Regions from separate parts of the Mus musculus genome. Here region 2 is linked to region 1. The links are chromatin contacts, called in public Hi-C maps. All regions are on one chromosome and are shown on one strand. The core of a region is the stretch at or near the end of the contact, and the rest is flanking DNA. Distances in the headings are between cores, read along the strand shown. Region 1 holds the start of St18 (suppression of tumorigenicity 18). Region 2 overlaps St18 (suppression of tumorigenicity 18).

Evidence for each region. Hi-C and Micro-C count contacts between places; a contact is called where the count stands out from the background.
Region 2: a Hi-C map of cerebellum shows a contact between it and region 1, with 2.2 times the contacts expected there. The contact joins the enhancer-like site here to the promoter of St18 in region 1. A contact is called at or near these places in 5 of 484 Hi-C or Micro-C datasets (brain, cerebellar granule neurons and cerebellum) and 3 of 9 other capture datasets (adipose tissue, liver and pancreatic islet).

Annotation. Positions count from the first base shown.
Region 1 is chr1:6,727,844-6,731,863 of GRCm38.p6, forward strand. It overlaps St18 (suppression of tumorigenicity 18), which reads left to right and starts at 2,208. Exons shown (of 22, transcript NM_173868.2): 1 at 2,208-2,397.
Region 2 is chr1:6,817,987-6,822,006 of GRCm38.p6, forward strand. St18 (suppression of tumorigenicity 18) reads left to right here. Exons shown (of 22, transcript NM_173868.2): 11 at 1,948-2,159. Among named protein-coding and RNA genes, the nearest start is that of St18, 90 kb to the left of the region's middle. Within about 2 kb of position 2,060, at least 10 of the 459 cell types and tissues checked have an H3K27ac peak or open chromatin away from gene starts, as enhancers often do. A contact at or near this core is called in cerebellar granule neurons and cerebellum, where this site is marked.

The DNA.
Region 1 (4,020 bases), core at 958-3,457:
GATCTTAGTATTTCAAAAATTTAGTAGATGAGGGTTTGTGTGATCCTGAGGGAGAAAATCGGGGGGGGGGGCGGGGTAAAGAATGAGTGACAGCTGTTATGTATGGCAATTCTCTTGAGGGTGATGAAAATATCTTGCATTGTAATTATTATGGATGAATTGTAATGATTAAACTGTCTTCTGTAGATGAATAAACAGGGAAGATATACTGCATACTTTAATCAATAAAGTTTTTTTTTTTTAATTCCTGGTAGGATATGACTTTGTTTCAGTCATGTAATGTCGATTAATGTTACTTAATTTTGTCAGGTCACTGGAATTTCACTAGAAATTCTCCTTGTTGTGGTATCCTTAAGGTACTACCCTGTGTCATGTGCTGCTCATGACGTTTCTGGGGGCGCTCAATAAGAATTCCTTAAAGTAAAGCTGATGTTTGCTGTACATTCCCAGCATAGGGAGCTTTGCATTGGAAAGGTACTTCTCCTAACATGCCCTCACCGTGGACTGCTGACTTCAAATAGCTAGTGCAATGAGATTGTGCACTAGGCAACTGTGTCAAGTACCAAATGTATTGCAGAATACCAATGAATTGATACTAAACAACATTTTAGAAAAAAGATGAATCTCAGAGCACCTGCCTATACCAAAATTGGAAATGTAATTACTTTAAAAGTTAGATTGTCAAGTATTTCTCTAGGTGATGTAGACATATCTCTATGTGATATGTGACTAGTTTTTGTGACCAGCATTTTTTTTCTTTCTTTCTTTTTCTAAAACAGAATTGTGAATTTTAACATTACAACTGTGGGCAGCAGATGTGCTCAGGGAAGAGTGGACTCCCAGGGAAGGGGACCCAGGACTGTGTCTGAGGTTAGCCAAGTTAGAAGATGTAAAGTTTGAGTTCTTTTTTTACTTCTTTCAGCTACCCTCCTCCAGGGCAGTCCAGGTTCTTTATTAATGTCTGTTTTTAAATTAGCAGGAGAATCTAGTTTTCCTGTCCTAGGTACTTCTATAGTGCCTTTTTAAAAAAGCAATGAGAAAAGTAAACTATAGCTTCGAAAGTTTTGATATATGCTTCAGCCCTATAAGAAGGAAGGTGGTTTACTAGTCAATATGAAATGTTGTAAGTAACGTTTTTTTTTTTAAGTTTCCAGAATAATATTCAGAGCTCATCTATCTCCTTTAACCCTGTGTGTTCTAGAACTGCCCCCAGTGGGCCTGGCAGTCTGTTAGTTGTTGCCTTAAATTGCACGTGGGCTTGTTGCAAATTTTGAAAAATTGATTAATTTTTTTCTGAGATTTACATTTTTTAGTGCAGTTAGGAATGGAAAAATCTATGGAATATTCCCTTGTAGTCTGTAATAAAAGTACCCTTGTGGGAGAAAAGAGAGCCCTAATGAGAAAGGCACAACCTGCTGCGTGAGAGATGTGTATGTTCCTGTCCAATCCTGACAGCCAGTCATGGAAACAGGCTCTGTGCCTGAACCCAGAGACTATTCTGTGTGCCACTCACAAGGAAGCTAAGCTCCACCCCAAAGTGTGGCTGCCTTTGTCATTTTAATTGGTCTGTGTTTGTGAAGTGGGGCCTCTATTTACTTATAGCTTGGGGCTTGTGTTTACCAAGCCCGGTGGAGGCCAAGTGACAGCGCTCCTGCAAGCTCTCCTGCTGTATCTTGAGGCACTTTTCTTTTCAGTATCGGTGCTGTCTAATTCGTGAGCTTCTGTGAAGCAAGCGCAGGAGGGTACAAGGCCTACAGGGAGGAATTACACCTAATTACTCAAATAATTGCTAGGCTGTTGCCTTCTTAGTCACTGAAAATAATTTCCAGGTCCCTGGCTTTTATAGATAGTCTTCTAGAGGCAGGAGGACACAGCCCCCTTTTTAACTCAGCCCATTCACTCACAAAATCAGAACACTCGAGCCTGCAAAATTAATAAGCACCACTTCCATTACATATATTTTAGGTTGTTGTTGCCGTGGCGATAAAGTCAGGGACATTGAATCTCCTCTGTTGAGCCATTGTTATCATCCCTGGCCATCTGCTGCAGAGGAGTGATATTCCATCTCATTTGCATGATGACTGATATATGGGCGGTTTGGAAGGACATATGCCACAGCAATCATGTGATGAAAATTAAAGTGAAAGTTTTGGGCCCAGAGCCGAAAAAAAATCTGTGTGTGCGCATGAGGCTGTTGATGTGCAAATGTGGATCATATTGAGAAGGTCTGAATAGGGAGGTGTGACGTAAGGAGGGCTACACGCAGGTGCTTATCTCCGAGCAGTCAAAGGCACTGGATGTCATATCATGGAGACTACCTTTCAAGGCAACAGCTTTAGTGTCTCCTGTCAGCACACCAGAGAGAAGAGAAATAGTTTTGGAAACAAACACAAAAAAGTAAGTTTCAAACTTTTTTACCACATTCTGTTTACCCTGATGTCGATGAGTTCAGACAGTGAGCAAGTTTCAGGTCTTAGTTGTTAATAGTGACTTTTGTTTCTGATTGGGTGGGTGGGTGGGTGAGTAGGTGAGTGGGGGGTCGCTTCTAAAGGCTGAGGGGCTCATGGTCGTTTTACTGTGCTTTGCTTTGCTTTCTGTTGTGATGTTCATCTGGCATGATTTGAAACTCACTCACCACCACCCACCCCCACTTTCTCACTCTCCTCCCAAAAAGCGATATTGAGGAGTTCAGAATAAAATGGTGTAATTGTGCTTAAGCTGTGTCAGCTACTGCCTTTGTTCATATATATTTCTGAAATGTGTGAATTGGCCATAGGAAATACTTAATATGATACAATACACTTTTTGTCTGGAAAAAAAGTAAAGTAAAACTAAATTTGAGGTCACACAAATTATCAGTGAGATCTCATGTGCTACAAGTCTTTATTTAGAATTGAACCTTGGCAGTGCTAAGAGTTGTTAATGTAATTTTGCATTGATAGCCATTATCTAAAAGGGGGGGTTGTGGATTCTTCCTAAAAAAATCAGAAACTGGTATTAGCTACACATAAGAGAAAAAGTTTGTGATCAGTCAAGATGTTTAAATTCATAAATTGGACATATAAATTATTGCATTTGCATATTTAGAGGATTGAATAAAACTAGTCTCCTTAAAAGATGAAACACTTCATCTCTGATAGATGGGCATGTCAGAAGACTGCGCAGAAGTTACAAAGTCATGTTTTAAAAGCTGAAAAACAAGAAACTTAACACTAACCTTGAACAAAATTTCATAGAAGGACGATTTCCGTGAAATATTGTTAAGGGAAAACTTTTATATACTTTGATGAGCAATACCTTAGCTCATATTATGTTGTCAACCAAACACCTGTTAAGAAGGCTTCCTTTGATGTACATTGGAATAATCAAAGTTTCCTGAAAGGGTGTTCTGATCTTTTCTTTCAGTTTCAGAGAACACAGCAGCTAATAGGCAGAGTGTATCATGTAATGGCTCTAGTCTTGTTTTATTTTTAGGAATAACGTCAAAAATGGTGGTGTGATATTACCTTATGGATTAATTGGCAGTATACAACCCAACAAATTAAAAAGAAATCTTGATGGAGAAATATTGGGTATAATTATGTCCTTATAATGAGGAAGTATTTTTTAGTATATAAATCCAGAATAGAAAATAGGATTGAAATTAGGGTTGAAATTTCCCTAACTTTAAAATTTTTATTTGCTAGTATCACCAGCACAATATCCTAGTTTTAGCTGTAACCTCAGATTATCCATGATCCCTTTTTTCTCATTCTAAATATTCAATTACTCCGTGGCGATTATTATGTGGCCTTCTTGGCTTACTACAATATTAGATTAATATAGATTTCTTATGCCAAATTAGCGGAAATCACCATTGCCCACAAGAGCAGTTCACTCTTCTCTTAGTCATATTTGTGTTACAGCAAGAGCATCAGAGGCTTTAATATTTTAAACTTGGATACACTGTGTCCTGGAGCACATGGGGTTTGTATCTGAAACCTGTAAAGTACATTGGAACCTTTCTCAAGAGTCTAATTC
Region 2 (4,020 bases), core at 810-3,309, 90 kb after region 1:
TATTTCAAAGATAGTGCCATTATTTTTTTTTTGAGACAGTTTTTCTCTGTGTAACCCCTGGCTGTCCTGGAACTCACTCTGTAGACCAGGCTGGCCTCGAACTCAGAAATTTGCTTGCCTCTGCCTCCCAAGTGCTGTGAGACAGTGCCATTATTGAATCTAACTGTAACAGTGCTAAAGAGATAATTAGGATCATGGTAAATGTATTGAAGGCTACAACAGCTATTACATTATTTCAATTTATGTTATGATTATAGCAACATAATAAGATAAAATATGTCACACTGTTTAAAATATTAATGAAATCAACAAAAGCCATCAGACCAAAGCTAGAAAAAGCTGAAAAATCCAAGGAACTCAATTCAGGAATCTGAAACTTACTAGGATAAAAATAGATAACTGTCAAAATGTTCATTAGTAAGTTTAAGAATTAATACAAAAACCTTTAAAACAGGTTAAATAGTATTCTTGTTAATTCTGACACATTCATGGAGAAGACTGAACTGAATGGCTATACAGAGTATAAAGACTTGATGGTCTTGCTTAAACATTTCTCTTAAGTATGCTAATGAAGAGATGAACAGGTAGGTGTTGGGAACAAATGCAGAAAATGATGGGTAATGCACCTTCAATAAGAAGCACACACCCATTGGAGTCCTCTGTGCGATACACATTTTTTACATACTTAAAAATCTATGACTCACTTCAACCTTTTACCTGAATGGTGTGAGCATCTGGTGAGTCTAGTATTTGCTTCATTTGTGTCATTGTTGACTTGCAATTGCAGGAACATAGAAGGCTACCTAGAAGTCTACCTAAAACTTGGCAATGGGGATAGGGATGCAACCTATAGATGGAGTGTGTTGCATGTGCAAAGTCTAGGTTTTCTCCCTGTATCGCCCTGAAAGAGGTCCACAAATTTGAAAGGTATTCGTCAATCATTGATGGGTACATTAAATAAAATCTACCTAGACTTGTTCAAAAGAGGTCCCATCAAACCTGAGTAGCTATTGACAATTTGGTAGACTCAGAAAAAAATTACGTACACACATAATGTTTTTATCTATCAGTCTAATTTGTGTAAATATTTTAATATATATACACACAATGTATGCATGTACATACATACTTAATTCACATGAAAGTGAATGAAGAGTGCACTGTTGGTGCATATTGTTCAGTTATTGATTGTAAAATCCTTAACAGAGTTAGTAACAAATTTTGTTTCCTTGTACTTAAAAGAATAATATTCAATAATATCTTTTATTTAAAAATGGGCAGATCTTTAAAATATGTACCGTATAATATAAAACTAACAGTAAGTGTTTCTGTATCTTTACATTTTGTGTTTCTCCCATACCATGAGTAGTGCTCACAAACAGCCCACGGTGGAGAAAGAATTGCATAATTATGTCCCTCAGAAAAGCTATGATACCAACAACAAAACTCAGAAAGTTTCCCTTGGTGACTCAATGGTCTTTCTCTTCACCTTGAGTGCAGGCCCTCTGTGTACCCTGCTCAGCTCACTGAGGACTCTGTCCCAGTTAAGTATAGAACAAGTATGCATTCTGAGTAATAAAAATGCAACCTATGTTTAGTAGAAACCACTATGAGAGCAGGCACACTCCCAAGCCATGGTTCTCAGCCCTTTCACATACCTGTCCTGAGCTTTTGCAGGATGTGGTGCCCTGTAACATTAGTGATGGAGTTTCTGTCACCTATAGTGAAAATACAAGAACTTAAGAGAATAGGCCCCTTTCATCATCAGCTTTGTGAATCTGATGAAATCCAGCTAAGTAACTTCCAATTAACATACCAACAGATAATGTTTCTGCTTTAATTTATTATTTGAGTATTTTAATCATAGAAGTTCTGTCTTAAAAAAAAATCTTTGGTAACTGAAGCCACCACGTACATGCAATTGCTAATCAAATCTCTCTTCAACAGCAAAGCATTTTTCAAATCCAGTGAAATTTCCTAATGGACTGCCTAGTGCTGGCGCCCACACACAGAGCACAGTCCGTGCCAGCTCTTATGGCCATGGTCAGTACAGTGAAGACACCCACATAGCAGCAGCTGCTGCCATCCTGAACCTTTCCACCCGCTGCAGGGAAGCCACAGACATCCTCTCCAACAAACCACAAAGCCTGCGTGCCAAGGTAAGCCAGGCCAAGAGCCTGGAAGATGGGCCAGCAATGGAGCCAAGAGAATCAACTGCCTTTCATGTTCTCAACTGCGTCCGTTCATGGCCCCAACTCCCTACCCAAGCAGGGATGAACTCTTATTGAGTTCAAGGGAGAAATGTGTGCTTCTCTTGGTGATATGTAATTCAGGGAGCAGTGACTTAGGAAGCTGCTTGAAAAGAATTTTATCATCGTTTCTGTTCTCAGGCATTTGGTGAACAAGGAATGAGAGTTACTGTTAAAATGTGTCTCTACCGTGGAAGCTGTTCACTGTGTTCAGATCAGAGCTATTCGGAACATTGGCTGGTGGAACAGTTTTGAAACTGATGGTGACATTGTGTTGTACATGTCACACTTCATAGCATGAGGACATCTAGGTTGTCGTGTTCTCTAAAGACCCACAGTGAGGACAGATAGGGTGACTTCCCAGACTCAGGAGATCAGGGCACTTGAGCACTAAGTCCAGAACCAAATTCTAGGACCTTTGTGAACACAGTGCTTCCCATGAGATTAATCCTATTTTCCGCAGCCTCTCCTTCCCAACTGTGAGAAACAGGTGTTCATCTCATAATGACGTGCACACATGTCTCTGCTCGTCGTCCTTCTCATCACAGAAGCATATCAGACTTGAGGCCCAGTGGGCCACAGAGGAGGCTGTAAGGGCTCAGCGTTTCTCACACTGGGAGGCAATAGCTCCTGTTTACACATACAGTCTCACTTAAAAAAAAAAACCATATCACCTATTGAAATAACAAGTCTAGAAACTTGCCCACATAGAGTCCCCAAACATTCTGTTACAGATTTTACTCCTGCTTAAAATAGGGGAGTTCCTGAGGCAATATTGAACCCTGAAACCTATGCAGTGCAAACAGAGGTGTTTCCCTTTAAGGGCAGCCCTGTCCTTGTGTGGTCAGCTGCGTGCCTGTGCTGTGCCAGGCCTTCAGGAGAGCAGGTAACACAGTGCCACCGGGCATTTGACAGAAGAATCAGAATTAGCTTCTGGAAAAAGCCAAGCCAAGTAAGCCCCAGGAAGAGGTGCTTGCCAAAATCCACTCAAAACAATCTTTAAACAAATGAGGTTCTTAAACAAAGAAAAATATATCCTCTAAAAATACAGAGAAATACCAGGCTCTCTGAATTCATAATACCAGTCCCAAATTACTGATACAGAAGAAGGTTTTGAGGGATTTTAAAACATTATTTTTAAATTGACATTTTAAAGATCTAATTTATTTTTCCATTTTAAGAGTATTATAGAGATACCTGGTTCTAGAAATCCTGTAATGTCATTCTTCCTAGTGTTTTCCAATTGACTAAAATGCTGTCTTATAGAAAGTGGGGTCTGCTACTACCGTTTTTCACGCTGAAGCATCTGGCTGGCCGTGCTAGGATGAGTGCCATCCATGTGCACATGTCCGTATTTTCCTGCTCCTCAGAGTGCTCCTTTCCCCCTGGAGGTTTTACCTCCAGGTTCTATCAGATCACTGATGTCAAGTAAGTCACACAGAGTTGACTAACCGTTAAGTGGTTTCTTGCCAGTCTGTTCCTTTTTAAAAACACATTTCTGAACAGGAAAACATCTGTTTAATCCCCACATTTCAAAAATAACCAAATAATCCTTTTCTAGTGTCTGTTTGTCTATTCCTTCTATGAGGCTCTATGCAGCAGTCCTGGCATTCCCAAGATATTGTCCTCTCCAACACAGCTCCTACCACTCTAAGCTAATGCCAAGATGAGGACGGGGGAGATAGAAAGACTCAGATGAGCTTCTAAAAGGAGCTCATTATGCCAGAGGTCTTATAAAAACATTTTCTTATGTGAAGTACCCCCTCATCAC